4 separate regions of the Sus scrofa genome follow, and all the other regions are linked to region 2. A link is a contact called in public Hi-C and promoter capture Hi-C data. All regions are on one chromosome and are shown on one strand. The core of a region is the stretch at or near the end of the contact, and the rest is flanking DNA. Distances in the headings are between cores, read along the strand shown.

Region 1 (7,104 bases), core at 231-2,730, 230 kb before region 2:
ATTTAAGTTGCCAGGAATAACCCCAGGATTTACAAAGGGCTTGAAAATCTTAGGCAGGAGGTGAGGCGAAGGCAATGCTTTATCGTAGTTCCCAACGATCTGAAGCCACATTGCTGCCTCTGGGGCAAGTTGGGAGAAACCGGCTCCCACACCTGAAGGATGTGTTAGACTGAGAATTGCTAGGATGAGTTTCCATCTAGACTCAGGAAATCTCACAGTCTAAATCTGTGTGAGTCTCGACTTACCTTCCAGACCCATGATTCCATGATAGTTATTCCAGTCCAGATGTGCCTTGACAGCGAGAAAGAGGTCCTTTCTCCGACTGTATCCTAACTGAAGGTGAAACCAGGTCTGAAGCTGAGCTCCGTGGGCCAGGGGGCTTGCGCCTTGGGTGTGAAACCGGGACAAGGTGAGGCGTTCCCGTCGTGGCACATCGGAAACAATCTGACTAGGAACCATGAGGTTGAGGGTTCCATCCCTGGCCTTGTTCAGTGGGTTAATATTCTGGCATTGCCGTGAGCTGAGGTGTAGGTTGCAGATGCGGCTCAGATCCTGTGTTGCTGTGGCGGTGGTGTAGGCTGACAGCTGTAGCTCAGATTGGACCCCTAGCCTGGGAACCTCCATATACCTCGGATGTGGCCCCCCCAAAAAAAACAACCCACAAAAACCTGGTCAAGGTGAAATAAAGTGTTCTCATTACGTTAGCATTCCTCTCCTTCTTTTAGAACTAGATGAGAGAAAGGACATACACACCCTACCCATGGCTGGTCCTACCTGTGGAATGAGTGAAGGAATGAATGAATGCCTTGTCGAAGATCAGTGGAATACACTTTCTTTGCAATTTGCGTGGAAAATCATTTGCAATAAGCCTTCACATTATTTTCTGAAGCAACGGAGGTTCCCGGCGGTTTCTAATTATGGGAGAAGGTGATATCCTGGCCAGTAGAGGGCAGTGGTGCCTTTATCATTTAATACGTGTGTGTGTGTGTGTGTGTGTGTGTGTGTGTGTGTGTGTGTGTGCGCGCGCGCGCGCGTGCATGTGTGTGCGCGCGCTACTCCAGCCCACATAGTTTTCTATCCCTTCTCTCCAAAGTTAGCTTTTTCCTGCTGCTTCTATCAAGACAGAATGACCCGCCTTTGGTCAGTACATCTACTTCAGTGATGGACAGTTGAGGTCATAGTCCTTGACCCACAAAACCCCCTTGGCTGGACTTGGCAAGCCCACTCTGTGCTGGAATGAACTTGAATTCTACATTAATACCTTCTTAATAACATTCAGAAACTGTGGGGATTGTCTTCTGGGAAAAGAAGATGCTGCCTCCTTCCCTCTCCCCCTGGGGCCCTGACCCCTCTTTATCTCCTGACAGGCACCATATCTAATCACCGGAATGAGGGGCAGCCCAGCAAGACCTGGGCGCTTTCCGGGTGGAGGGAGCAGGCAGTGACAAGCGCTGGGCCAGGACTGCAGGCTGCTCAAATATTTAAGGGTACAAAGAAGCAGCTGTCAAGCACTTGTGCATTCGGGAGGGGGAGGGAGAGGGAGTCGGGCATAATTAGCCTGCGCTGTTTCCCCCAGAGGACTTCTCCCCTGGGGCCCCTTGTGCCGACTTACTGCATGTAAATCAGCACCAGAGGAGGTGGCTTCCCCGCATTCCTTTCCTCCAAAACGCTGGGAACGAAGACTTTCTACTCCAGAGTAATAAACCAGTGCTCCACGTACTTGGGGGACAGCCTTCACCCTGACTTTTTCTGAGCCTCAGTTCTTTCATCTGATAAATGGGAGAGCTGACTTCACCAACTGGTCACTTTCAAACCCGAGAGTCTGGGTGCCAGGCCCTTGGGTCACATCCGTGCCTGTTTTGAGCGCCTCCCTGCAAACCGATGAGCCACGTGGTACCCAGAAGCGTGCAAATGGTGAATCACTGGACAAACTTAACTCCGGAACGTCAGGTGTGTGTAAAGTCAGGTCAGACATCATGGGGCCGCGTGTGGTGTTGTGAACTAAAATACTGCCATCGAGCCATCGCTACTGCAGCCACCTCCTCTGTAGTATACCCTGGTGACTCAGGATGGGAAAACGGAGGATACTGGCCCTAGAGAGTAAGATGCATATGAAAGGAAAGATTTCAGTGAGTCCAGACTCTTGCATCTTCCATATATAGAAAAGCGCTAAATTCCTTAACTTGAGATGCCTGGTTTTCTTTAATTAACAGTAATCTTTTTCCTTTTTTTTTTTTTTTGGCTTTTTAGGGCTGCACCCACGGCATGTGAAAGTTCCCAGTCTAGGAGTCGAATTGGAGCTGCAGCTGCTGGCCCACGCCACAGCCACAGCAATGCCGAATCTGAGCCACATCTGCAAACTACACTGCAGCTTGCAGCAACTCTGGATCCGTAACCCACTGGGTAAGGCCAGGAATCGAACCACGTCCTTACAGACACTGTGTAGCGTTCTTAACCCACTGAGCCACAGTGGAAACTCCAGCAGTCATCTTTTGATGTTCCAACAACCTGGTCTTTGTTGCAAAACCTCCTAGATATATATCCTGGCTCTCTCCTTGCCTCTTCAAAGCAGTCTTTCCAGAGCTTTCTGAGATGCTTTGTCCCGGGCTTAAAGTCCTTAGAATGTCTGCTGAATAAGACATAACCCTCAACCTCTAGGGTGCGCTTTTTTTTTTTTTTTTTTTTTTTTTTTTTTTTTAGTCTAGGTAACTGAGATGGAAGTGTCAGGCAGGAAAAGGGAGACAACTGTCTTATCCAGATACTAGTCCTCCTTCACGTCTGTGTGACAGCTTTCAAAGCGCTTCCCTGCCCTGCGGCTCCTGGAAACCCCAGAATGGCCTGTGATGTTGACTAGCGCAGGGACTGCCCATCTTAAAGATGAAGCTGGAGCAGACACAGGGCGAGCCACCTCCCTCTGGTTCTGCTGTTTGCTCATTTCAGAACCAGTTCCGCTGTAAAGAATGGATAGAAGGAACTTATGGAAACCAACAAGGTTCCCAGGTTCCGTAGAGAGAGCAGAGAGCTCAGGGTGGGCGTCTCATTGGCCCAAAGCTTGTGATGCTGCAGAACCAAAAGGAAGAGCAGACAAGGAAGCCCCCATCCATCCTGGTTTTCAGAGGCACAGACTAAAGGTCATGTGGCGCTTAGGGTTCATTTGGCTAAAACATCACCCCAAACCAAAACTCTTTGTGTGCTGAACCTGAAAGGAGCTGTGTCAGGGGATGGAGGGCGCGATGAGTACGGTTCAGGGCCCTCCTCGTCCCCACAATGAGGCACCACCCCACCCCACCCCGGTGTTAGAGCATCTTCATCGGCAGTAATTTTGCAGGAACCCATAGGATCATTAAGCACTGGTTTGTCTGTGATCCGGGAGAGCTGGGGCTGTATGGCTGGGGAGGGGAGCCCTCATAAATGTAGGTGGAGCCCATACCCAAAGTTGTGGTTGCCTGGTGCCAGTCTCTGTCCGAAACACAGCAGGACACAGTGAACAGGGTAGATCACAACTCAGAGGTAAGACATCCCTGAAAAAGATCCTAGCAATTATCACCATAGCATCAGGGCTTGGTAGAGGTATCGTGTTCCCTAGCTAAGAGTCTTCATACACAGTGTCTCGCTTGTTCCCCCAGACCTGGGACACATACAAGGCAGGAATGATTCTTGTTCTTTTACAGATGAGGCCACTGAAGCCCAAAGAATCAAAATGATTTGATTAAGGTTATATAGCTGGTACATCCCTGAGGTGAAGCTCAAACACAAAACCTCTGAGTTCCCATTGCAGTTCAGTGGAAACGAACCCAACTAGTATCCATGGGGATGTGGGTTCAATCCCTGGCTTTGTTCAGTGGGTTCAGGATCTGGTGTTGCCCTGAGCTGTAGTGTAGGTCTCAGACACACCTTGGATCTGGCTATGGCTGTGGTGTAGGCTAGCAGCTGCAGCTACAATTCAGCCCCTAGCTGGGGAAGTTCCATATGCCGTGGGTGCAGCCCTAAAAAACAAAATGCAAAAACCAAAACCAAAAGAAACCCACAAAACCTCTGAATCCATCTAGACCCAGTTTTCTTTCCAAGTGAGTAAAGTTGAGAAGAGGAAGAGCCAGCCTGGCCTTTTCTGAGTCCCTTGCTAGGTGCAGCTCCAGGTAAAGGCAGTACAGAGCCACCTATGCACAGGTGGGCAGGGGACAGAGACTCCCCATGACTTCAGGAGGCTTGGATGGCCTCTTCCCAGCAGAGTAGGTGGAAGAGGGAAGGAAGAGTGGGGTGGAGGTGCAGCAGGGGAGTGCAGGGGAAATGAGAGCAAAAGCAATGGGCTTGGAAACCATAGCCTTTTTTTTTTTTTAATTGAAATAGAATTGACTTAGAGTATTATGTTAGTTTCAGGTGTACAACATAATAACTCAATGTTTTCATACGTTACAAAATGATCACCGTGATAAGTCTAGTTACCATCTGTCCCCATACAATGTTATTACAATATTATTGGCTATATTCCCTCTGCTGCATGTTATATCCCTGTGGCTTATTTAAATTTTATAACTGGGACTTTGGCCCTCGTAATCTCTTTCATTTATTTCACCCATTCCTCTGTCCCTGCCCTCTGGCAACTGCCCATTTGTTCTTTCTACCTTTGAGTCTGTTTCTGTTTTGTTGTAAATGTTTTGTTTTTTAGAATCTACATATAAGGGAAATCATATGATATCTTTCTTTCTCTGACTTATTTTACTTAACATAATACCCTCTAGGTTCTTCCATGTTGTCACAAATGGCAAGACTTCATTCTTTTTTACGGTTGAGTAATATTCCACTGCACAAACATATACCACATCTTCTTTACTCATTTGCCTATGGATGGACACACTTTGGTACTTCCATGCCTTGGCTATTAAAAATAATGCTGAAGTGAACATCGGGGTGCACCTACCTTTTTGCATTAGGGTTTTCATTTTCTTTTGATAAATACTCAGAAATGGAATTGCTGGATCATGCGATAGTTCCGTTTTGAATTTTTGAGGAACTTCCATTCTGTTTTCCCTTGTGGCTGCACCAATTTACATCCCCACCAACAATACCCAAGGCTTCTCTTTCCTCCACATCCTCACCAACAGTTGTTATTTCTTGTCTTTTTGATGATAGCCATTCTGAAAGGTGTGGGTTGATATCTCATTGCAGTCTTGATTGGCCTTTCCCTGATAATTAGCAAGGTTGAGCATCTTTTCATGGGCCTGTTGGCCACTAGTAAGTCTTCTTTGGAAAAATGTCTATTCAGATCCTTGGGCTGCTTAGTAATCAGATTGTTTGTTTATTTGGGATTGAGTTGATTGTGTTCCTATATAAAATTTTGGATATTACCCCCTTAATAGCTATACAGTTTGCAAATACGTCTCCCATTCAGTAGGTTGACTTTCTGTTTGCTGCTGGTTGCTTTCCTTGTACAGAAGATCTTTGCTTTTGCTTTTGTTGCCCTTGCCTGAAGAGGCAAATTGAAAAAAAAAAAAAAATTGCTAACATTGATGTCAATGAGCCTGCTGCCTATTTGCATACTGCCTATTTTTCTTCTAGGAGTTTCATGGTTTCAGATCTAGGAATCCATAGTCCTGGAGTTGAGTCCCAACCATGCTTTCAGCTGCAGCATGGGAAAGTCACCTCATCTCTCTCTGAGTCTCAGGCCCACCCTGTGTAAAATAAGCTGTTGGAACAAATGATTCTAAAGTCCCTTCTGGCTCTAAAACGTTAGAATTAAATATTCATCTGTGTTCACGTGTATACACACACAGACCATGGCACCCAAATTATGAATGTTAACACTAATTAATTCATCAATTCATTAAGTAGTTGCCGTTTATATGCAAAGAATATCAGTGCTCAGTAGTGATTTAAAGGTGAGCCTAAGCTAGAGGCATGTTTGAATTTCAAAGCAAACCAAACTATTGATGTTGGTATATCAGTCTGTGTGTACCAAGAAGAGGACTGGAGGAGTTGCCTGGTGGCCTAGTAGTTAAGGATCCACGATTGTCATTGCTGGGGCTTGGATTTGATTCCCGGTCAGGAATTTCGGCATGCCATGGGCTCGACCAGAAAAAGAAAAGAAAAGGATTGGAAATGTAGGGTAGGTTATCAGTGGTTTGGGCTTGCAGAAAATGCTGAGTCCCCACATTCGTGCTAGCTATTAAGAAGCTAAGACTGTATCTTGAGCATGAGCTAAACCACGTATCTAGGGGCACATGGAAACATAGTGAAACAGAATGCAGAGGCTCAAGGAACAATTTCACATACCAAATTCCTCAGCAAGAGCTGAAACTGCCCCTAAGACACAGACCCTACTAAGAGATACCACGTCTTACGGACGTCCTCCTGTGTTAGTAAAATGACAGCAGATGGGAAGGGGTTAATCAGTGGTGGTCGTTTGGTGGCAGAGAAGATTGCCCGTTGCCTCTGCCCCCTAAGGCTCCCCACGAGGCCAGGGCTAAAGGGGGAAGCCAGGAAAGAGAGAGCACCAGTTCACCAAGACTCAGAGAGGTTGAGCCAGTTGTCTCGGCCCACACAGGAAGGCAGATGCAGGGCCCCTGGCGCAGCCCTGGAATTCATGAGCTCCGGGCTTTGCTTCTAGACAGATGCTTGTGTTTCCTCCAATGTTTGTTTAATGGTAGAAACATTTCAGTAGAAACCAGAGACCTGGCTCCTCTGAGCCTCACCTGTTGCTTCGGAATGTATTTATTTGTACACGGGGCCCCATCTCGGCAGGCTGTTCCCTTCCTCCAGCCAGAAGGCTGATGTGCTCACGTCACGGTCTCCAGGGCGATGGACGGTGATATTACAAACGGCAGATTGTGCCTCCAGGTAGATAGCAAGGGACCCCAGCAGGCAAGGGGGCCAAACAAACTTCCTGTTTCCAGGCAAAGTTCTCAAAGGACAGTAAAAGGTGCCCTCGCTTCCTGCCCCCAGACTCGCCCTTCTCCAGAGTAACAGACAGCTCACCATGTGCGGGGGAGATTTTTTTCTCTCATTATTCTTGCAAAGGGAGGCAAAAGCATATCTGCTTTCCTTACTGATGGCGATGGCGGTCCCCACTCCCCACCCCTCTGCCTCCAATTCACTCATAAACTGAAG
Region 2 (7,739 bases), core at 564-3,063:
TTGATGTAGCGGGGAACGCGTCCTACTAAAAAAAAAAAAAAAAAAAAAAAAAAAAAAAAAGTAATCTGCCCGGTAACAATCAGCGCGCAGTAGCAGGAGACCCAGAGCTATTGGCTATGCAAATAGAGGGAGGGGAGACGGCGCCCCAAACTCTTCCTCACCCTTTTAAAGCGATATCCCCCTTCCAGCCACCCACCCACCCCTTCCGCCCCACCCTCGTGGAAAGGGGCTGGCCCCCGGGCCGGAGTTAATCGCTCGCACCTCTGGTTTATGCACTCCCCGCCCTCTTTATTCCACCTCCCCCTCCTTTCAGGGAACCGAGTTCTCTGCTCACCCTGCCCGCCCCTTCCCCCCTCCCCCTCTGCGCCCCGGCTCGGGCCCCCTTTCCGAGCGAAGGAGGTACCGAGTTGACCTCGGTGTGTCCCCAAAGCACCAACCCACGCCGCGCTGGCCGCACTTGCCAGCTACGCCAGCACGCCGGGGGCGCCGGACTCCCCCTACCTCCCCTTCCTCCGAGTGAAATAGCACAGGCGGGCAGGGTAGGGGGTGGCGGGAGGAAGGAGGTGAAGAAACGCCACCCTGTCCCCCCTAAAAGTGGCTTTGACCCAAGGATGCATTGGAGCACGTGTCATAGCCGACCGCGCTGGCCGCGTCTCCACCGTAGTCCCGCTCCCAGGGAGAAAGCCCTGGCTGCGAGTGAGGCGTGAACCCAGAGGGTCGGTGAGGATGCAGGCGAAGGACCCAGGGTGGAACTCTTGGGCCTTGGAGGAAAGGAAGGGGTGGTGTCGCTTGCGCTCGGGGAGAGAGGGGGAGCCAAAATTACCCCTCTCTCGCCCCCTCCCCTCCCCCTCCCCCTCCCTGGCTAGTTCCTAGAAAGCTGTATCAGTGTGGCCACGCTCGGCGCAGACACCTCGGGCGGCTTGTCAGCAAATACAGGGCGAGGAAGCGGGTTTTTCCTGCGTGGCCTCTGGCTGCGGCAGAACCGCTGGTAGCCCTGCCCTCGGCCTGCGGCGGTTCGGGGCGCCTCCTCGCGTCTCCCAATGGCCCCTGCGGCGCCCCAAGAATGGAATGGTTTCTGCTCCAGGGTCGCAGAAGCGCCCCCTCCCTCCAGACACGCACCCCTCCCTCCTCTTCCTCTTCCTACACAGCTGCGGGCCGTGGGGTGGGGGAAGTAGTTCTGGTCCCTTTAATCAGGTTTTGGAAACAGCCTCAAAATGATCATGAACATGAATTTCAGGGACATAACCTTTTTCTCTGGGTATGCCAAGTAGCTCTTTTCTAAAATCGCCCTCCTTCTTTCTTACATCAGAGATCTATTTCTCAGTTGCCTGAGCCCACCTCATCTTCAAGTAATCCACCCGTCATTCTTGGATCTTAAATACATGGGCAAGAGTGTTAGGATCAGTTTTGAGGAAGCCAGAGTCAGAGGGTCGTATTTTGGCATGATGCACCTACAGAATGCTCGCAATTAGAAGGAATAAGAAGGAATTGGTGGGGGGGGGGTTCCCCTCTCTGGGGCCCCTGGCTTGTGAGGCTGGATAGAGAGAGAGGGCCTTGGAGAGCTAAGGGGAGGGTGGTGGGGGGAGGCGGGGGACCGCGTTTGAAGTTTGGTCGGGCCAGCTGCTGTTCTCCTTAATAACAAGAGGGAAAAGGAGGGAGGGAGAGACTGAAAGGAGGAGGGGAGAGCCGGGAGGGGAGGGAAGGGGAGGAGGAACCGGAGAGGGGGGTGAGGCGAGAGGGAGGAAAAGTAACTGCCCAGCCAGTTTGCGTCACTGCCCCGGAGAGCAGAGAGCGGAGCGAGCTGGGGAGAGCAGACAAGTTTGAAGGGGAGGGCAGGCAGAGTCAGCAGCCCTCGAGGCGCTCCTCTCCCACCGCCCATCCCTTTCCTCTCTTCTTCCCCAGCTTCTCTCTCAGCCTTTCACTCTTCCCCGAAAAACCCTTATTTAGCCAAAGGAAGGAGGTAAGGGGGAACCCTCTCCCCTACCCCCTTCAAAAACTCCCCAACTTTTCCAGTCCGGAGATCGCAGGGGAGCGAGTGGGCACCCAGCTGGCCATGGAGCTGCTGTGCTGCGAGGTGGACCCGGTCCGCAGGGCCGTGCCGGACGCCAACCTGCTCCACGACGACCGCGTGTTGCAGAACTTGCTGACCATCGAGGAGCGCTACCTTCCCCAGTGCTCCTACTTCAAGTGCGTGCAGAAGGATATCCAGCCCTACATGCGCAGGATGGTGGCCACCTGGATGCTGGAGGTAGGTCTGCAGCCAGGCGCTATGTCTGTCCCCACCTGGACTCCCACCCCCACGCAGGGACCCTGAACCTGGCAGAGGGCAGCCTCTGCGTCCGCCTCCCCGCTCCTGGGGGAGAGGTTACCCGGTGCCCTCTGAGAGACGCGTGGCTTCCTTTCAGTTCCTTGCGGGGTGCAGGATTCACGGGGGGAGGGGGAGAGAAGGGAGGAGGAAAATCTGGGAGAAGCGAGGCTGTCCCGGGGCGGGGGTGGGGGAGCATCCCGCGCGCGTGTGCCTGCATGTGGCTGCCTCCTCTTCCCCCCCCCCCACCCCGACCTGTCTTTGGCGAAGCCGAGACTGCTTTCGGTGCTTTGACGAAGGGAGTAGGAGCGGCACCCCAAAGTTAAAAAGCCTCCCCAAAGGCCAGGGCAAATTCATCCCAGCCTTAGGTCCCCGCATGTGGTCGCGACTCCGCGTTGGCACTTAAGGGGGGAGGGGGAGGGCGGAGAGAGGAGAAGAGAAACGGGGAATTCAGGAGCCCCGGAAGTCACATTGAAGCAACGTGTGTTTTCGGGGAACCCAAAAGAACCACTTCTTTCCCCTTGCCCCAAACCCTTGCCCAGCGAACTGTGTGCCCACGTCTGCACGGCTCCGGACCTGCCATGGTTTCGCCATGTTGCTTTGTAAACTCGGGGTGGAGAGGCTGGAATGCGCCGCCCGCTCCCCCTAGCCCCCCACTATCCCGACCCCCCACTTCTGATAGCGCCCTCGCCACCGACCCCCCACCCCCACCCCCGCCAAGGTTACTTACGGTTTGGCCTTCAGTTTCCTGGGTGCGGAGATCTGGGTGGGGTAGGAGGGGGGAGGAGGTGTGTTCAGGGGGGGGAATAGCGGGGGCCCCCCCCAAGGAGAGGCCGGAGCCCCCAACGCCTCTCCGGCGTCTCCTCGTCCTCATCTGTCCCCCAGCTGGTCCCCACCGTCCCCGGCCTCTGCCCTTGTGGGCCGCAGCCGGACACTCCCGCCGCCGCGCTCACCCCTGCAAGTTTCCCCTCGGGATCCAAAGCCCCAGGGGTCGCAGTCCAGACCTTCCCGGCACCCGAAATCTCCGCTGCGGGAAGCCTGGGTCCTCTCTGGGGTTTTCACGCCGAAAGGGCTTGTCTGGGATATTTTCTCGATTTTTAATTATTTTTTGAACCCGGCTCCCCTGCTCCGACTCCCGGCCGCCCAGGCTGCGCGGCGCTCGCTCCCTCCGCCCTCCCCCTCGCTTCCCCACCTCTCCCCACCCACCCCCCAAATGCGGCGCCTGGGCCGCGCGGACCCTCCCCGACAATTTTTTCAATTGTCGGGAATGATAGAGCAGGGTCTGGGGGTCCGGATGGGGCCAAGAACGAGACCCCTGGAGCCTCCAGAATATTTTTATTGATTTTTTGAAAAGATGACGAAATCCAAAAAAGAGAGCGAGTGGAGTGAGAGCGAGCGGAGTAGTGAGCGGCCCACGGGGGCGGCAGGGCCGGCGCCGCTGCGCTTTCGGCCTTGGCCGGTGGGTCCTTAACCCACCTCTCCTTTGAGTTTTCAGGCTCCCCAGGGAGCACCCCAGCAAGGAGGGCCATTTAGATTTACCCCAATTTACTGTCTTCGTTCTTATCACTTTCTACTCCCCTCCCCCTCCCCACACGCAAATTCAGGATTTTCTGTTGTTTCCAGAGATTGTGCGGCTCCCCTTTTTTACCCTTTGCCTCATACTATGCTTTCGCCCCCCGACCCCGACCCTTGCCCACTCGTCCCTGTCGTAGGTCTGTGAGGAGCAGAAGTGTGAAGAAGAGGTCTTCCCTCTGGCCATCAATTACCTGGACCGCTTCTTGGCCGGAGTCCCAACTCCGAAGACCCATCTGCAGCTTCTGGGGGCCGTGTGCATGTTCCTGGCGTCCAAGCTCAAAGAGACCATTCCGCTGACGGCTGAGAAGTTGTGCATTTACACCGACAACTCCATCAAGCCTCAGGAGCTGCTGGTAATGACTGTCTCCTTCCTCCCTGCCTTTCTGCTCTCCCTTCTCCCCCCACCCCCAGCCTAATGCGCTTCCAGCCACTGTTACCAGGACACATCCTTTGCCCACCGCCCCCAGTTACCCACCCCTGGAATTTTCCCGCTGCTGGGAACCCTCTCCTTTAGTATGGGACTTCTTGTGTCCCTACTGTGTGCTGGGCTCTATGCTAAGTACCAAGGCTACACCCATGAATAAGATCCTCACTTAGGGAGAGTTGTGTTAGTGAAATTCATTTTCTGTGTGTTGTGTTGTGTGTGTGTGTGTGTGTGTGTGTGTGTGTGTGTGTGTGTGAGGAGGCATGGAACAGAGCAATGATACTTAAATTCCAAATTTTCAATCACTGAATTCTGAAAGGGTACTCAACCCCTCACACAGGTAGGAATGTGTTGTAGTGTGTCTCCGAAAAACCTGGAGTTCCAAGGTAGGTCTTAAGCATCTTAAAGTCTCAAGATACCTGCACATAGTAGCTGTTCACTAAATACCAGCTCATTGGCTTTTGAGCAGAGTCACATTGGGCCCTTTGTCAGAGGATTCAGCAGCGCCTGTGATGCTCTGACCTCTGAACAGACGCAGGGGTGCTGTCTGGACTCTGGTTTTCTGCCAGCAAAACCTTTTTCCCACCTGAGGGGGGGACCCTTTGCCCCCTGCAGCTTCATCCTGAAGATCATGTGGAAGTATCTGGCTTTGGTAGAGGGCTCCAGAGGCCCACTTTCAGTGATCCGCACACCTATCTCCCAACTGTTGGGAAAAGATCCCGCACCTCTTACCGCCCCGGCTCCCTCTCCCCCCCTCCCCCCTCCTCCCCCCTCCCCCTCCCCCTCCTTACTGGCTGGGCCTGCTCGAAGTCCACTGGGCCTGGACTGGCTGCCTGAACTGAGCTCTTTGTGAGCGGCCTTCCTTCCTGGAGCTGTGCTGCCACCTAGCGACAGACATGTGCAAGGATGGGGAGGAATCTCCGAGAATGCGGAGGGGCCTGCATGACCTCACCTTTGAACAGCTGCCAGATTTCAGCTGCTTCTGGTTTGGTCCGAGAGGCCCAAAAAGGTGCTTTCTTCTGGGAGAACTGCTTCCTTTAATAATGGTACAAGTCGAGTGGTTTATACTCACATTCCCCGGTGAGAAGGAGAGCTGGAGTTTCAAGCCATCTTGGAAGACATGGGTTGTCTAGCAGCCTCTCTGTGATTTTACCCCCAACCTCCGTAAAAATCCAAGGCGGACTTTAAAGCCGGGAAAGAAGAACTGTTAGCATTTGGGATCCACTTATCTCTCTCGGGAGACCAGGAAAACTAATCTTCCTTTTGCTTCATTGTTTTGACCTGATGGTTGTTAACCATGGGGTTCAGGACACCCCAGTTTTTCTAGGACTTGCCAAATGGATTTATATTGCTACAGACACCCCTCCCTTTACCCATTCCTGTCTCTTAAAACAGAGGTTGAGGTCTGGAGGAGTCCTTCTATTTGATCAACGAGAAAAGCCGAAGCCAGGGAAGGGGTGGGTAGGGGATCAGCCTAGACCACACAGCCAGTGGGTGCTTTGGGTGGCAGAGTGGGGGTCTGGTGAGCGGCTTAGCAAAGCGGAAGACAACTGGGTTCTCAGGGTGAATGGGGGACCACACTGGCAGGCTGGTCTCTGCCTCTCCATCTCCTGATGCTGATTGGCCCATAGGCCTCTTTTCCTTCTGACTGCACATACTATGAAGGCTTTCTCTTGGGCTTGTCTCCATTTGAGCACCATCCCCCCCACCCCACCCCCAAAGTATCCCGATAAGGAGAGAAACTTAAGTTTTTCACTAGGTGGGCTGCTGGCAAGAGGCCCCCAAAAGAAGGGTTGCCTTGTGCCAGCCATTTGGGCTGCAGGGTTCTGTGACCTTGAACAAGCACCTTCACGCTGCCCTGAATCACCTCTAGCCACAAAATGGGGTTGCCAGGGACCATCCGGTCAGTCCTTGGTGACAAAGGCGTATGAAACCTTTAAGCGGAAGGGTATTCTGTGTCTGAGTATCACTTCCCTGAGGTTTCTGCATTATGTGTCCAGGGGAGAGTTTTAGCAGCAGAGGGGAGAATGGTGCTTTCTGGCACCAACTACAAGCAAGCTAATTGGCTGCCAAGGATTTGGGCCAAGGAACCTCATTTTGAACTTTATCTGTGTACATCATTTTTCCACAAGGATAGAGAAGACGATTCATCCAGCCATAGATATACAATAAGTTCCTACCAAAGGGCCGCAATGACCTCGGCGGTATCTCCCTATGCTCAGCAGCATCTCCTGGGAGTCAGAGGTGGGTGGGGGTGGGGGAGCTGGAGAGGCAAAGAGAAAGAAGAAAGTGCCATCTTGGCAACAGCTACCTGGCTCTCATTATTTTCAGTGGAGCCTGACATTTGAAGCCTAAGAAGAGCCTGTCGCCAACTTCAAAGCTTGAGGGCCACTTTGATAAATGGACGGGCCTTCCAATCCAGCAGCGTCTTAACGAGGCGTGTAGTTACGACAGGTCTGGATCCCAAGCCCCGGTCCTGGACACCAGGTCAGCCTGTGGGTTTTATACGCTTCCCTTTTTCCCTCCCTCCCTAGGAGTGGGAGCTGGTGGTGCTGGGCAAGTTGAAGTGGAACCTGGCGGCTGTCACCCCCCACGACTTCATCGAGCACATTCTTCGCAAGCTGCCTCAGCCCAATGAGAAGCTGTCTCTGATTCGCAAGCACGCGCAGACTTTCATCGCTCTGTGCGCCACTGGTAAGAGCAACTGGAGGCGTGTGTGTGTGTGTGTGTGTGTGTGTGTGTGTGTGTGTGTGTGTGTCGGGGGGGTGGGGGGCTTCGGGGGAGGAGTCAAGGGGAGGCAGACTTCCGCAGGTTGGGGGTTTAAGGGAGGGGGTTCTGAGTCATCTAGAGTCCAAGGTTTCACTCCTGGGCCGTTTTTCTCCTTCCTTTATCTCAGCTGGTATATTTTCTCTCTCTGCTAAACTCATAAATGGTTTATGAGGACAGGTGTGGTAAGGGGAAAAAAAAATAGCGCCTGTGAAAATATTCTTTATGTTGTCTGAAGTGCCCTTTGAAGATTATGTATACTGTTCTCTGGTTGTGTTTAAATCTTTAATCTCTGGAGGAAAAGGATGGCTTGCAGATAAGCCCAAGAGGAAATCTGGGGGGGGGGGGGCAAATACAGGTTAAAGGAACACCGTCAAGATAAATACCGCCTGCCCTGATAAGTGCTAAGGGAGGCCGGAGGAATTCTTTTTGCTGTGGGGCATTTATGGCCTTCCGGCTGCTCCCTCTGCTGGGTAGGGGTAGACCTGTGGCCTGGCTTCCCGAGCCCGGGCTGTCATTTCCCCCCCCCCCCCACGTGTCAGGGCTTTGATTTGGGCTGCTGTCCATGAGAACTCTCCAGCCACCATGTTGAGCCCACAATTGATACATAGTCTTTGTCTGCTGTGCAGTTTTCCTAATAAACTAAAGGCCGTGGCTTGATGCTGTCTC
Region 3 (7,675 bases), core at 1,891-4,390, 140 kb before region 2:
TATGATAATATGTTTTCATTTATTCAGAATGACAGATGTTTCAGGTTGAAAAGAATATCTACTAAATGGAAATACCCTGTAGAATTTATCATTTTTTCTGTGAGTTAAAATGTCATTAACACTCTAAAATACAAAAACCAAACCAAACACAATTCATTTTTTCCTGGGAGGTAGCACCATAGATAGAAAATTCTCAGGCTTCGGAAATGGAAAACTTAGGTTTTAATCTGCATTCTGGATTCCACTGTCTTCTAAATGGGTCACCCGGGGCAGGCTGCTTAACCTCTCAGTGTCGGGTCCCCATCTTCCAACTGATGATAACACAACTGAATCCATATGCTTTGGACTACATTACCCTGCCACCCTGGCCACAACAGCTTGTGTGGGAGATGAGCCCCCTGCGGTCCCCTGTAGAAGGCCAACTGCCTGAAAGTCAAGTCAGTGACACTGGCCAGAGGGACACTCTAGGTTGGACAGTTGCTAACCCATCAGAGCCTCTGGCAGGACCTTTGAATCTGAGATACTGACACAGAGAGTGAGGTGGTCCAGGAGCTTGGGGGCGGGGGGCACAGAAGTCATGAGTAAACAGATCATCATGGCCCATGAAAGGAGAATGGAGAGAAAAATAGTCACCCGCAGCCAGCTGGCTCCAGAGAGACGGTTAGGAGGTGAGTAGGAATTCCCAGAGAGAAGGCGGGAATGGACCCGCAGGCAGGAAGAGGCCGAGCAGGAGACCTGGCAGAAGATGGCAAAGGGGTGAGAAGAAGCTGTGAATAGGAGTTCCCGTCGTGGCGCAGTGGTTAACGAATCCGACTAGGAACCATGAGGTTGTGGGTTCGGTCCCTGCGCTTGCTCAGTGGGTTAATGATCCGGCGTTGCCGTGAGCTGTGGTGTAGGTTGCAGACGCGGCTCGGATCCCGCGTTGCTGTGGCTCTGGCGTAGGCTGGTGGCTACAGCTCCGTTTCGACCCCCTAGCCTGGGAACCTCCATATGCCCGCGGGAGCGGCCGGCCCAAGAAATAGCAAAAAAAAAAAAAAAAAAAAAAAAGAAGAAGAAGCTGTGAACAGCAGGAGGAGGAGAGGGTTAGTGGATGTGAAATGGGTGCCTCTGTGGGACGGGGAGGGGGGCAGACGTGCTTTAGGGCTCCTTGGCCCGCTTCCAGACTCCCTCCCCGGACTCCCCCACCCTCACCCCATAGACACTAGTATATTCTGCACCTCCTTCAGTATCTCAGCAAATTCTGGCCCCTGCTTTTGCAAACAAGTTCCGGATATCTTGTAGAGATAAATGGAGAAAAAGTACAGCATAGCCTTCGCCTCCAGAAAGGTGTCATCTCTCCTCCTAAAAGTGGAGCTAATAAGGAGCACACAAGGGAGAGTAGCTAAAGCCACAGGCTTCGTCCCTGAGCAGAGAAGGGCTTCATTCCTAGCTCTGCCATTTGCTGACTGTGTAATCACGGAAGAATTTCTTGATCTCGCGAAGGATCCTTGTCCACCTCTGGAAAGAGGGTGGGGTGGTAGAGCTGCGCGTGGGCGGGCTGCGAGGATTACCAGAGAGAGCGAGCGGCTTTCGCGATCCGAGCCCCTGCGATCAGTCGGCATTTCCTCACATCATTGCCATCCCAGTGCACATTCCTCCAATTTTGCTGTCCCTCTGGGGTCCAGCTCTTCTTAGCTCTGCCAGGGGTGAGGAGGAGCAGAGGAAGGAGAGAGGGCGTCAAGAAAGATGCCTCCAGCTATGACACGGGAGACAGCCCAACTGATCGAGGGAGAATCACACCCAAGGTCCGCTTTCGCCCGGAGCGCCCTTTCCCTCACTAGCACCGGCCTCTGCCAGCATCTTCTCTGTGCTCCAGGGGGGACCTAGGGACAGGGACGCTCCAGCTGCAGGCAAGTTCCTAGAAAGTCCAGTGGAATGGATGTCATGCCTTTGCTGTGAGTCATCAGCCCCAACAAAGCCCACTGGTATTTCCGAGTCCATTCCCAGTGCCCAGAGCTGGGCCCAGCAGCGCAGCAGCTGCGGGCGTGGAATGCTGCTCGCCCGCACTTTGTCTTGGATTTAGTTTTCCCAAAAGGCTTGTGGCCCCGGAAGTGGGGAGGCATTCTGAAGGTCATGTCATCCAAGGTCCTGCTTCTAGGCCCAAATATCTTAAGACATGGGTTTTTGGAGACTTCATCTAACCCATCCCAGGAACCAGGGGAGCCAGGGTGGGGACAGAACAATGACGTCCCTTTCTCCGTTGTCACCCTGATCTAGTGGGAACTAAGGGCTGCAGGAGAACAAGAAGGTGAGAAAGAACAGCCTGGCCTTGGCGTGTCTCTGCCCCCCACTTTTCTCCTTCCTCTTCTTTTTTGGTGTCCAGGCCAAGCCACTTCTGCTTCCCTCTCCTTCCAGACCATGAATCCAAAGCCCTTCGCAGCGCCCGTTCCTGGAAGCTCAGGGCTGCAGGGCTGTCCTTACCCTGGAAACAGTGCCTTTAGGTTTTGGTGACTGAGCACCTGTGGCCCAGGTAGTGCTGGGGAGCCAGCCTTCTGCGTCAGCTCACTGGGTTGTCACAGCAACCCTGCAGGAGGTGTTGCCATCCCATCCTTCCCAACCACAGCAAAATTCAGTGACTTGATCACGATCCTGGAGCCAGACTTCCCACGGCTAGGACAAACCCTCTGGAACCTCCGGACTGATTTTCAAGGGGCAGCAGCTTCAGTGGCGCTCTGCTCCTCAACCATCTCCCAACCATAAGGAAAGAAGGTCACCCTCTCAGGCCACAAGCCATGGCCACCTGCCCTGCACCTCCCGGAAGGGAGAACTCTTCTCCAAATGGTGAGGCTTGGTTCCTAGCATCATCAAGGTGGGTGAACCCCTCCCACAGTGCAGCCCTGGGCTGGGAACATGTCCTTTGCAGGCACTGCCTGCTGTCCCTTCTGAGCTTCCCAAAGTGGATGCAACAGGCCTGGGGGAGAGCCCTTGTTGTGGGGGATCTAGGAGGTCCGTGCCCCCCTAAAACTGGTGACCCATAGACACCCTGATCATTTGAATTTAGCAGCTCGGAAAAGAAGATTCTTGCGAGCCCAGAGTTGCCTGTGGTCAGGGGAATGATCTCAAACTGCTCCTCGTTCCTGGGCCAGCTGCCAGCTGCCTTGGATGGTCAGAGGTGAAATCTGAATGCTGGTGAATGGGAGAGCGGAAGTTGGGCCAGGCTGAGCTAAGCCCATTCATGAAAAAGATCTAGTCTCACTTCCTTATTGCCAGGAGTTGTGTGCGTGCGCGTGTGTGCACGCGCTCCGTTGCTTTCTGCCTCACTTCTTCCCACCCCCTGCTCTTGTCTTTCTTTTTGTTCCTCTCTCCACAAAATCTCAAGTTCATCTTCAGGAAACGGCCAAAGAATGTGTAGCTGGTCTGTGGTTTGCTCAAAAAAAAAAAAAAGAAAGAAAGAGAGGCAGATTCATAAAAAGGCAATACGTTCCCTCTCCCTGTAAACCTCCCCCCTTTCTGTCTCTCCCTCCCTCTCCCTCTCTCCCTCCCTCCCTCCCTCTCTCTCTCTCTCTCTCTCTCACACACACACACACACACACACACACACACACACACACACAGAGGACACATACCATTCAGTATCAGGTTCTGCAAGGATAAAGGCATGGTTTCCTGTGGTCCCTCTGACTTGGGGCAGAGGAGGGTCAGCCTGGTGGAAGGTCTGCCCAGTCGTTGGTGGATGGGGAGGCTGGTTAGGGTGACCCCCGGGGGAGCTTTTCTGAGGTTTAACGCAATGCCTTCCCTTTGGGGGGGCATTCACTGCTGCCCAGTTAGGCCCCACTCGGTGGACCATGTGGTCCCCTGGCAGGCCATGCCTACAACTAGTGGCATGACTTCCAAGCTTTCAGAAGCCTGCTGTGTAGCTGTGGGGCCAGGAACCCTCCCGGAGCCTCAGTCTCTTTATCTGTAAGAGGGGGTTGAGAATAATTGTTCCTTCTTCATAGGACCGTGGTGATGATTAAGATAACACCCAAGAAGAGCCTTCTCCGGCCAGTGTCAGCGATGGAAAATATATATACCCCGTGGCTGTTGACCGCCTCCAGGTGGGGGGCGCAGGGCACCTGGACATAGCCTGCTCCATTTCCAGCAGCACCTTGAAGCCCATCAAGCCTGGCTGAGCTTTGTCGGTCACTGGGAGGGATGAAGGCACTTCCTTTGCCTCTAGAGATAGAAACTGGGATGACCCCCATCCCCTACAGGAAAAAAAACCCGTGCTCAGCTCAGCTTGACCCACTCTCAGATTCCCAGGGCAGGGATGACAACCGTACATCCTCACAGATGTATGTCAGGGAAGGGGATTAAACCAAAGGCCCCAAGACGATTAATCAGGATTGGAGGTTTTAGTCCAGAAGCGCTTTTCAGTTGTTTCTCTCAGATTCTAGCCCAGAAGTGCTTAGCGGGCACCCACACCAATCTCCGAGCAGTCTGGGAGGAGCTGCACCTGCCGAAAAGCCGGGCCTCCCAGTGCAGCAGGTGGAGGGCCTGTGGGACTTTCCCCGCCCACAAAGACGCCCCCTGCGCCCCTGCTGCCACCCTGTGAAATCTCCCTCCTGCTGATCCTGCACGTTTGTAAAGCACCCGTCCTGACAGTGCTTGCTGGCCAGATCCTCCGAGGGAGGGGCCGAAGGCATCTGAGCAGGGATGAGTAGTCTCCCCATCTTAGATGGAAAAACTGATGCCCGGGAGGCCCTGGGGGTGGAGTTTGAAGGTGCTGCATTCTCCACGCGTCCATCCCTGCCTCTCAGATTTTCTCCCAGTGGCACAGATGACACAAACAGCTATTCTTTTTTTTTTTAACCTTTTTTTTTCTTTCCTTTTTAGGGCCGCACCTGTGGCATATGGAAGTTCCCGGTCAAAGGGGAGCTGCAGCTGCCGGCCTACGCCACAGCCACAGCAACACTAGATCCGAGCAGCCTCTGTGCCCTAAGTCGCCCTTTGCGGCAACGCCGGATCCTTAACCCACTGAACAAACTGCATCCTCATGGAGACAGAGTCCCATCCTTAATCTCCTGAGCCGCAATGGGAACTCCTTTTTAACCATTTTTACAATTGAAGTATGGTTCATTTACAGTGTCGTGTCAGTTTCAGATGTACAGCAAAGCGATTCAGTGATATATACGTATGACTGAACATATGTGTATTCTTTTTCAGATTCCTTTCCATCCAAGATATTGAATATAGTTCCCATGCTATACAGCAGGTTCTTGTCATTTGTCTATTTTCTCTACAGTACTGTGTATACGTTAATCCCAAACTCCTAATTTACCTCTGCCCTACTGCCCGCTCTGCTCTTTGGTAACCAGAAGTTTGTTTCCTATGCCTCGGAGTCTATTTCTGACAAGGAGCTATTCTTAGCCTCTCCTGTCCTAAGTTTTCCATCACTGAGTTGGGCAGAAGCTTCTGACCATCCTCTGAGTCCCCTCCCAAAGGGCTCCTCCAGGAAACCGGCCGTTCCATCCTCTGACCTCGGTTTGATTCCACCCTCGGTTTGGCCACGCAGCGAGCATTCACCGGAGGTTCCTAGAACTTCAGGGCGCAGACGCTCCAAGCTGCAGATCCAGGTGGAGGGGGATGGGTTCCCAGCGAAGGAATCTCTCTCGCTGCCTTCGTTTCCTTCCCTCTCCCTCCCCGCCCCTTGTCGTCCATCAATGGTGAGAGACAGGAAACATCTGGTCTGAGCTCAGCTCCTTTGCCCTCGTGTCAAGGGCTTTATAGGAAGAGATGGTTAGAGGTCTTGCAACCTTGAAATAAACCAACGGTTCGGTTGCAGCGCTCCCCCACCTGAATGCTGTCCATCCTCCCAGCAACAACCCTCACCACCCCTGCCCCTGCCACCAGCCAGCGGGCAGCTATTGCTGCCACTTCCAGAAACCAGAGAGACCCGTGACCAAAGTGAGGGCTCCAGGACCTCTCTGTCAAGACGACAAAGACACTGATGCTCAGAGGGCCGGGGTGGGATGGCTCTGGACACACTGCCAGACTCCCTGAATGTGGGCTTCCTCCAGGCCACCTCTTCTATCCCCTTGCCCTCTCTGACCATAATGAACTCTCTTCTGAAATGTTCCCTCTGCACCAGGCACTGACATTAATTATCTTATGATGACATCATATATTGATGTCATCATCATACATTGACATTGTCATATTCTGACATCATCATATCTTGACATCATCATATCGACCCTGCAAGGCAGGTATTCATCCCCTTCATATGGGTGGCAGAGAGAAAGCACAGAGAGGTTAAGTAACTTGGCCAAGGTCACACAGCCGTGAAGTGGCAGAGCTCAGATTTCAAACCCTATCAGATGCCCAAGCTTATGTTTTCACATCTACACTAAGCTGTCACTGGGAATATTCCAGAATAGTCCTTCTTTTTCTCCCACTAAAGCTTCCTGTATTCAGGCATCACCCACTGTCCTGTGACAATGAGTGTAATTTGAGCCTCCTCTTCCTATCAGGGACTCTTCCTTTGTTCCTTTCAATCATTCATTCGTACTCTTCATATCTACATGGAGTCAGCTCATGCTCTGTACCCAGGGAAAGCATCATTCCTAAATTCTTCTGGATATGCAGTCATGAGGAAGCATGGCCAATCAGGCAGCACAGAGAATGAAGATTCTGGACCCTAGAGGAGGAGAGAGCCACTGGTTCACTCGGGCCTGTTCTCACCTTCATGCCTCTGGTTCTTTTGGTGGCTTTGAAAAATAAACACATGGTGCCAAAACATGGAGTCTAATAGGGTTTGAAATCTGAGCTCTGCCACATCACGGCTGTGTGACCTTGGCCAAGTTACTTAACCTCTCTGTTCTTTCCCTCTGCCATCCATAAGAAGGGGATGAATACCTGCCTTGCAGGGTCAATATGATGATGACATAAGATGGTTAATGTCAGTGCCAAGGCAGGGTGATATGATGTGGATGGTTGTTCAGTGAAAGACCAAGTCCCAGGGGCTGTTTGGGGACATGTGGCCTTGTTGCAGTGCAGGGTCTGCGGGCCCTTGCATGATGGCTGGTGACCGTCCTGAGCGGAGAGAGAAAAGGAGCGAACGTTGGGTGCCGGTGCGGGGGCAGTAAACCCAAGAGACAGCGAGGAAGGCGGAGCGTAGGCAGCAGAAGCTGTGGTTATAGGTCTAGATCTGTGGTGAGAGATTCCAAGGGGATGTTGGGACCTTGTTGTGGGAGGAGGTCCTGAGTGGCTGACAAGGGACCAGTCTTTATCTCACAGGTCACAGAGAGGTCGAGATTAGCACAATGTGTCATGAGGCCTTATTTGGAGAAGAAGAGGAAGGAGGGGGGCTTAGTAGCTATTGTGCGGCTGCAGCAGGCAGAAGGCTGCTGTTTCTGGGCAGCATAATTGTCCCTGCGTGACACTGGACACACACACACACTCTTACACACACGCAGAGGACCTCAGCAAGTAATGTGAGGAGTGAATGAGTCCCTTACATCCGTGGAAAGAGAGCAATGATCAGGAGATGGCAGGCGGATGGAGGGCCAGGCGCAGGCCCACATGATGCCACCACCAGTAGCTGGTCTTCCAAAGCCCCACCTTCTCTGCTCCTTCCTCTTGGGTTTTCAGGCTGTACTTCTCTATTTCAAAACACATCAAGTATATATCAAAGCCCTGCAAGGTGGGTGGGTAT
Region 4 (6,767 bases), core at 2,785-5,284, 200 kb before region 2:
GCGTTGGCATAGGGCGCTTGGGTGAAGACAGAAGAACTGAAATGGAAAGTAGAGGCCATTTAAATGGTCTTGTCTGTCCTGATAAGAAACTTGGACTTTATTTGGGAGGAAATGGAGAGCATTTGCAGACTTTCAAACTGGTAGGAGAGACGGGCGGTGAAGAATAGTTTTCAAACTTCAGGTTACGCCGTGAAAGTCATGTCATGAATGGACTTCAGAAATGGAATGGATGAGTACAGAATGGGATAGAAAATATCAAAATATATGCATGCAGTAAGTGCTGGATCGTGAAATGCATGCATCTATGTGTATGATTGTGTGTGCATTCTGGTCATGATACAAAAGGTACTTATTGGAGTTCCTGCTGTGGCACAGTGGGTTAAGAATCTGACTGCAGTGGCTCAGGTCACTGCAGAGATGAGGGTTCGATCCCTGGCTACATGCAATGGGTTAAAGTATCCTGCTCTGCTGCAGCTGTGGCATAGGTCACAGCTGCTTCGTTTCCCTTCACGGCCTGGGAACCTCAATATGCTGTGGGTGCAGCCATAAAAAAAAAAATTAAAAATTTTAGAAAAGTACTTATTACTGTCAGTCATGATTTTAAAAGCCTGAGCTCCATTGGATTTGCAACCCCTTCAGGCTGCGTCTGGGAGGGTGGGCAGAGAGACAGGAAGTTCTTGCAAAGGATAGGCAATCTGCAATTGCTTCACTTTTGAAGAGTTAGCTGATCTCTTCCAAGGCCTCCTCCGCAGAGGAAAGGTGGTTACATGTGCCCTGCAGTGTAACGGAGAGCCCTGTTTAGGTATTTGGTGGCCTGCCCCATTGGGAGGGCACTTGCGTAACCGAACACGTACCAGAGCCAGGGGCTGCACTTCGGTTCCTTCCAATCTCTACCCCAGAGCCTGATACAAATCAGGATGCTGTGCCATAAAATCCGTGGTACTTTCCCTTCTCCCGGGGAAGCGGAATGCCCTGGCTGGAGCCAGCATTTGGAGCCAGCCGATGTGTGCAGTCCCCTGATACCATGTGATTGGTATCTGGGTACCAGTTCAGTGAAGATGGGAGGCGTCATCCCGCACACATGAGTAATGGCCTTATATTTCAAGTGTGGAAAAAGACAATTTCATAATACTTGTGGTCCGTAATACCGCTGCCTTAATAGACCTGAGTAGGGGAGCCCTTAGGAGAACATGCCGCTCCTCATCAGCGCCGTCCTAGCACATGTCCCCTCTGCTGGCCTCAGAGCCACTGCCACCAAGTGCCCCTGCTTTAAGCCTGGTTCCGAGCATCCACGTTTGCCCTTCCTCAGGCAGCCCTGCTGCACACAGTGCAACAGGGCTCATTTACTTCCCAGAGTCCAGCCGCGTGGAGGCTATTGCATGGTTTTCCGTGTGCTCCTCTTTTTTAAAGTATGTTTCTCCTTAAGGTCACCAATGCTGGCTGTGATTACATCTTGTGTCGTCCATGCCCTCCTCTCCTTGCCCCTGGTGCAGATAACATTGCATTTATGTAACTCCAGATTCACAGCCTTTTGGTTACCCCTTCAGAGCAAACATAGCCACACCTCTTTCAGACTCTGTAAATCTTCATATCCTTCCCACCCCAGCTGGTGTTTCTCTAGTCCCTTTGTCCTTTGTTCCTGATGGCCATCAAATCTGTAGCAGCAGGAGGACCTATCATGGTCTCAACACCACTATGTGCCAAGTTCTGTAGTGGACACTTGAGGACAGCAAAATTCCAAAAGATATAATTATCTCCCTTTTATAGATAAAGTCGCCAAGACTTGGATATTGCTAAAAATGTCACATCTGGTGAGTGAGCGAGTTGAGTCTCCAAACCAAGTTTCTTGAGACTATAATCCATGCTTGACCCCCCCCTTTTTTTTTTTTACTTTTTAGGGATGTACCAGCAGCATATGGAAGTTCCTAGGCTAGGAGTCGAATCAGAGCTACAGCTCCCAGCCTACACCACAGCCACAGCCATGCCAGATCTGAGCCGTGTCTGTGACCACAGCTCTGGGCAACACTGGATCCTTAACCCACTCAGCGGGGCTGGGGATGGAACCTGTGTCCTCATGGATGTTAATTGGGTTCGTTATTACTGAGCCACGATGGAATCTCTGTGCCCATTCTTCCACCAGAGCTGGAAACCTCTCTCAGCCCATTTTATCCTGGAAAAAAAAAATAGGAAAAGAAAAAAGGTCTCCATGGGATTTTGTTTTGCTCTGGGGCTCCCACATAGGAACAGTTTCCAAGAGTTGTAGGTCCAGAGAGTTCCCATCATGGTGCAGCAGAAATGAATCAGACTAGTATCCATGAGGACACAGGTTCTATCCCTGGCCTCGCTCAGTGGGTTAAGGATCCAGTACTGCTGTGGCTGTGGTGTAGGTCGGCAGTTCCCTAGCCTGGGAACTTCCATATGCCGAGGGTGCAGCCCTAAAAAAAAAAGCCAAAAAAAAAGTGTGTCCAGACTCCTGCCTCTTAGTGGCATTCCCTGGCTATGAGTAAAAGGATTGTTCTCAGTGTCAGATAGAAGAAGAGAGGAAAGTGCCCCCAGTTGCACAGTTCCTGATCGAAATAAGTTTGCGCTCTGAGCCAACCACATGCTCCTCTGTCCCTACCCAGTCCCTCTTTCCTCATACTCCTTAGTCACAGCTTTCCATCCTTCCTGCCTTCCTTCCAACATCACCCTTGTGTCAGAAAACCCATCAGTTATTCCAAAAATATTGGAGTGGATCTATACCCACCGTCTTTAATGTGAATAACCGTGCCCTTGGCACAGAAGCCATCACCCCAGGCTTAAGCACCAGCCACTCAGTGCCCAGGGATAAGATCCGAGTTGGCCAGCTGCAGAGGGAGCATATGGTGTGGGAAGAGTGTGCAGGTCACAACCACCATGTTGGAAAGAGGCCTTCCTTCAGACCAGTCTGACACAGCAATGCTTTCCCTTTTCCCTCTTTGCTTGGAGCAAAGAATCCAAGAATTTCCTGAGCTGAAAAGGCTCTTTTGGGTCACAGAACCCAGCCCTTCCCACCTGACACAGGAATCTGTCACTTCCCTTACATTGCTCATCCATCTTCTCTTGGAGCCGCCCCCCTCGGGATGAGCTAACTTGCTGTTTTACCTGGATCATTCATTCCATGCAAAGCTTGGGGGAAGCTTTGAAGGTGGATGATGGAGGTAATTCTCCAGCAAGCTCGACCCAATTCCCCAATCCTTCCACTCGAGGGTCCCCTCTCTCCTCCTTGGAGTGATAGAAGGTCGCATCCCTCTTCCACGTGGTAATCCTTCAAAGACTTGAAGGTCAGCGTGATGCCATCCTCAGTTCTCTCTTCCTCATGCCCAGTTTTGCCATTGTGTTGACACTCTTGGTAACGTCCATCTCATGTGTGAGGCAGACTCAGTCAATGAGGGAATCCTGAGCTTTTTCCATGTGCCAACTCCCTTGAAAAACACCATCTCCTTCCATTCTTCATCCAGACTCTGAAATAAGAACACCTGACCTTTTGTAGAGTTTTATAGAGGAGACATTTGTAGATCATGAAATGAAGGGTTTAGGCCAAGGTCATATAGTTAGAAATGGACAGAACTGGCCCATGAACTTGAGCCTTTTTACCAAATACGTGTGCATTATTTTTTCCCCCTTGATACATGAGTTTCCCCGGGGCAAGGGTGATGCAAGACACCCAGGACACAGGCCTTCTCATCCTTAGCCTGAGTAGACACCCTGAGAAGAGGCGGTGTCTTTCTGAAATGTCACGTCTCACTTGCTGGGGCCCTTCTCTTCCCTCTACTTCTCCCCAGCCTGATTCTGGCTGTGGATTGTAACAAGGTACAGATAGACGAACAGAGCAGAGAGGTGGGTGGATTCTGTCCAGATTGACTCATGGAGCCTGAGATCAGAACTGACTCTCCACCTCTCAAAGACAGATTTCTGTACGCATAAGCAGAGATCGCTAACTACCCACGTGGCTGCTGAGAGTGGAAAGCATCGAGGATAGTGGTCCTTTTTCCCTAATATTTTTGGAATACAGGAGCCCTCTGGTGGCCAAAATAGCAGGACGCTGTCCTTGGGAAAGGCAGCCTGATCCCCTTAGTGATCCTCTGGCTTCGTTTTGAGGTCACTCTTTTTGCCTTTCAGCCTTTTTCTTCCCATTGTCATGGAGGGTCATTTGCTTTTCTTCACATTCTGCCTTCTTCTTTCCCCCTCAAGCTCCTCTCTGCACCTTCCCCTCCAACCCCAGCTGTCGCCCCCAAAACCCCTGGAATCTCCCTCTCCTGCGGTCTTTGGCCTCAGAGGACCCTTTCTGAAATCTGGCCAGTTCCCCGTGGCAGGTGCTATCCGACAGCTGCCGCTTCAGTTGTGTGGAATTCAAATCCTTGGTGGGTGTTTAGAGCCTGCAGATGGATTAACTAATGATGCCTGTTCATCAACGAGCATTTGTAGCGTCCTGGTAAGCATGTGGATGATGCTGATCAGCTCCCAGAACCGAGGTTTCTTAGAAGAGTAGATGACCTCCCTCTCCCTTAGGCCCAGAGAGCTGACGGCACATCGCCCAGTCCCTGGGGTTGGCCACCTGTCCAACGCATGGCCATTCCAAGTGTCCGTGTGCAGCGCTAGACTGCGCAGAAGTCAGCTTTCCCCATTATAGTTTGCATGGAATGGCCTGGCTTCTCTAAGTCCAGGTCACACAAGAGCCAACAGCAAATGAAAAGACCCACCGAATAGCCCTTCCACACGTGGATCGTTGAGAATTGACCATGGATCCAGAGGCAGAAGTGGAGTTTGATGGACCACGTAAGGGAAAGGAAGCGGAGATAGGACGAGGCAGAGATTTTGGCTAAGATTTCAGACACACTCATTCTGGCTTTTCATGTAGTAAGATGATGGGTCAGGGAAAAAGGAAGCACTTTGGACTCTGGGGAGAAAGAGCTCCTATAAAATGAGTTGGTGATGGAGTTCCCATCGTGGCTCAGTGGTTAACGAATCCGACTGGGAACCGTGAGGTTGCGGGTTCGATCCCTGGCCTTGCTCAGTGGGTTAAGGATCTGGCGTTGCCATAAGCTGTGGTGTAGGTCGCAGACGCGGCTCGGATCCTGTGTTGCTGTGGCTGTGGTGTAGGCAGGCGGCTACAGCTCCGATTCAACCCCTAACCTGGGAACCTCCATGTGCCACGGGAGTGGCCCAAGAAAATGGCAAAAAGACCAAAAAAAAAAAAAAAAAGAGTTGGTGACTTCATTACATTACAACCCTTAAGAATCGGTGGCTTAATCGTAGGGCAATTAGACCGGCCAGTTCACGACCCTCACTTCAGAGACAGTCAGAGAAGCCCTCTGGAGCATCTAGAATATGCTGCAGGAGGGTGGCTGGGATCAAATGTGGAAGCAATCTTCTGGGCTTGTAAGATGGTGAAGCAAGAGGATCATGAAGTTTGGAAAGCTGCAGCTTTCTATAATCTGCAGGAGAGGTGGCTGGAGAGAGAGGGGCGGGTGACCCAGGGCATAGTGAGGGTCAGTGCGGTAGCAACCAAATGCAGCCAGCTTCCTACTTGCATTACCTCCATGGCAAAGGGGAGCAGGCAGGGCGGATGAAGCACGATGAATGTGGGTGCCCAGCCATGAGGATCAGCGCAGCACTGGAGAGGGTCCCCTGGGAGGCTTTGGAACTCTCTTCTCTCTAGAGTGTAAGAAAGTGCAGATAAGCCTTTTTAAAAGCCTGCAGGTGCATTGGAGGAGCCCTGGCTTCTGGAGGAGGAGAGGCATACTACCCAGACCTGTCATTCTAGAACCTCTTTGGGGGTCTTGTTTACTGGCATTTTATGGATTTTTAAAGTACACGATGTTGGAATACGCGCTGTGGTTTAGCGGGTTAAGAATCTGACTGCAGGGGCTCTGGTCACCTTGGAGGTGCGGGTTCAATCCCCAGCCCAGTACAGTGGGTTAAGGATCTGGCATTGCTGCAGCTGCACATTCAGTCCCTGGCCTGGGAACTTCTGTATGCCAAGGGTGGGTCCATAAAAGAAAAAAAAATTAAATTTTTTTTTAAAAGCACATGATGTCTAAGGGTTTGGGGTGAAAGGCAGATGCTGGAGCGTGTGCAAAATCTGTCATCTGGAGCCAGCTTCTCTCCATTGGCTGCCTCCTGGCTCTCTACCACCTCCTGTCAAACAGCTACTCTCCCACCTCTCCGTTCTGACATGACTTACAGGATTCACCAGAATGTTATCCGCATTCCACCAGGAACTCTTGCAGCGGAGCCAGCACATGGTAGACCACATTCCCCTTGGTCCAGTGTATGCGCTCTGACCCCCGCGTCTTTTCTGACAGGGTTGCGGGCAGTGATGTGCTCAGGAGCCTGGCCTCACGCTGGGCTTCGGGCAAAGGGTCTATCAACTCTGCTTTGCTTCGCAGCTCATTCCAAAGACAGGTGCCGAATCAATGGTTTTCATCCTGATCCTGATGACGCATGGACACACACACACTAGATGGGGAGTTAGACACCCTGGTGGAGCCCCTGCTGCCGGCAGAGAGCCATGTAACCTCCAGTGAGATCTCACATAGCGTCTCCAGGCCTCAGTCTCCGCATGTGTCAAGGGCGAGATTTGGACAGAGAATCTTTTTTTTTTAATTTTTAAATTAAAACAACTTTTTTGAAGTATAGTTAATTTACAGTGGTGTTAGTTTCGGGTATACAGCACAGTCATTCAGTTTTATATATATATATATATATATAAATATATAAATATACATACACATATTTACACACAT

What was found. Promoter capture Hi-C pulls out the DNA fragments that hold promoters and counts their contacts. Hi-C and Micro-C count contacts between places; a contact is called where the count stands out from the background.
Region 1: a contact with region 2 is called in a promoter capture Hi-C map of fetal skeletal muscle, with 9 times the contacts expected there. A contact is called at or near these places in 4 of 5 promoter capture datasets (fetal liver, fetal skeletal muscle, liver and 1 more), 18 of 47 Hi-C or Micro-C datasets (alveolar macrophages, brain, embryonic fibroblasts and 12 more) and 1 of 2 datasets of targeted methods (skeletal muscle).
Region 3: a contact with region 2 is called in a Hi-C map of retroperitoneal adipose tissue, with 2.7 times the contacts expected there. A contact is called at or near these places in 5 of 5 promoter capture datasets (fetal liver, fetal skeletal muscle, liver and 1 more), 31 of 47 Hi-C or Micro-C datasets (adipose tissue, alveolar macrophages, blood and 16 more) and 2 of 2 datasets of targeted methods (alveolar macrophages and skeletal muscle).
Region 4: a promoter capture Hi-C map of fetal skeletal muscle shows a contact between it and region 2, with 8 times the contacts expected there. A contact is called at or near these places in 4 of 5 promoter capture datasets (fetal skeletal muscle, liver and skeletal muscle), 10 of 47 Hi-C or Micro-C datasets (embryonic fibroblasts, epiblast stem cells, fetal heart ventricle and 6 more) and 1 of 2 datasets of targeted methods (skeletal muscle).

What each region holds. Positions count from the first base shown.
Region 1 is chr5:66,343,112-66,350,215 of Sscrofa11.1, reverse strand. No RefSeq gene overlaps it. Among named protein-coding and RNA genes, the nearest start is that of PARP11, 97 kb to the left of the region's middle.
Region 2 is chr5:66,108,649-66,116,387 of Sscrofa11.1, reverse strand. It overlaps CCND2 (cyclin D2), which reads left to right and starts at 1,813. Exons shown (of 5, transcript NM_214088.1): 1 at 1,813-2,248; 2 at 4,018-4,233; 3 at 6,839-6,998. The coding sequence starts at 2,054. It overlaps LOC106507534 (a long non-coding RNA gene), which reads right to left and starts at 4,011. Exons shown (of 3, transcript XR_002344133.1): 1 at 3,259-4,011; 2 at 3,036-3,067.
Region 3 is chr5:66,245,921-66,253,595 of Sscrofa11.1, reverse strand. No RefSeq gene overlaps it. Among named protein-coding and RNA genes, the nearest start is that of CCND2, 140 kb to the right of the region's middle.
Region 4 is chr5:66,312,263-66,319,029 of Sscrofa11.1, reverse strand. No RefSeq gene overlaps it. Among named protein-coding and RNA genes, the nearest start is that of PARP11, 130 kb to the left of the region's middle.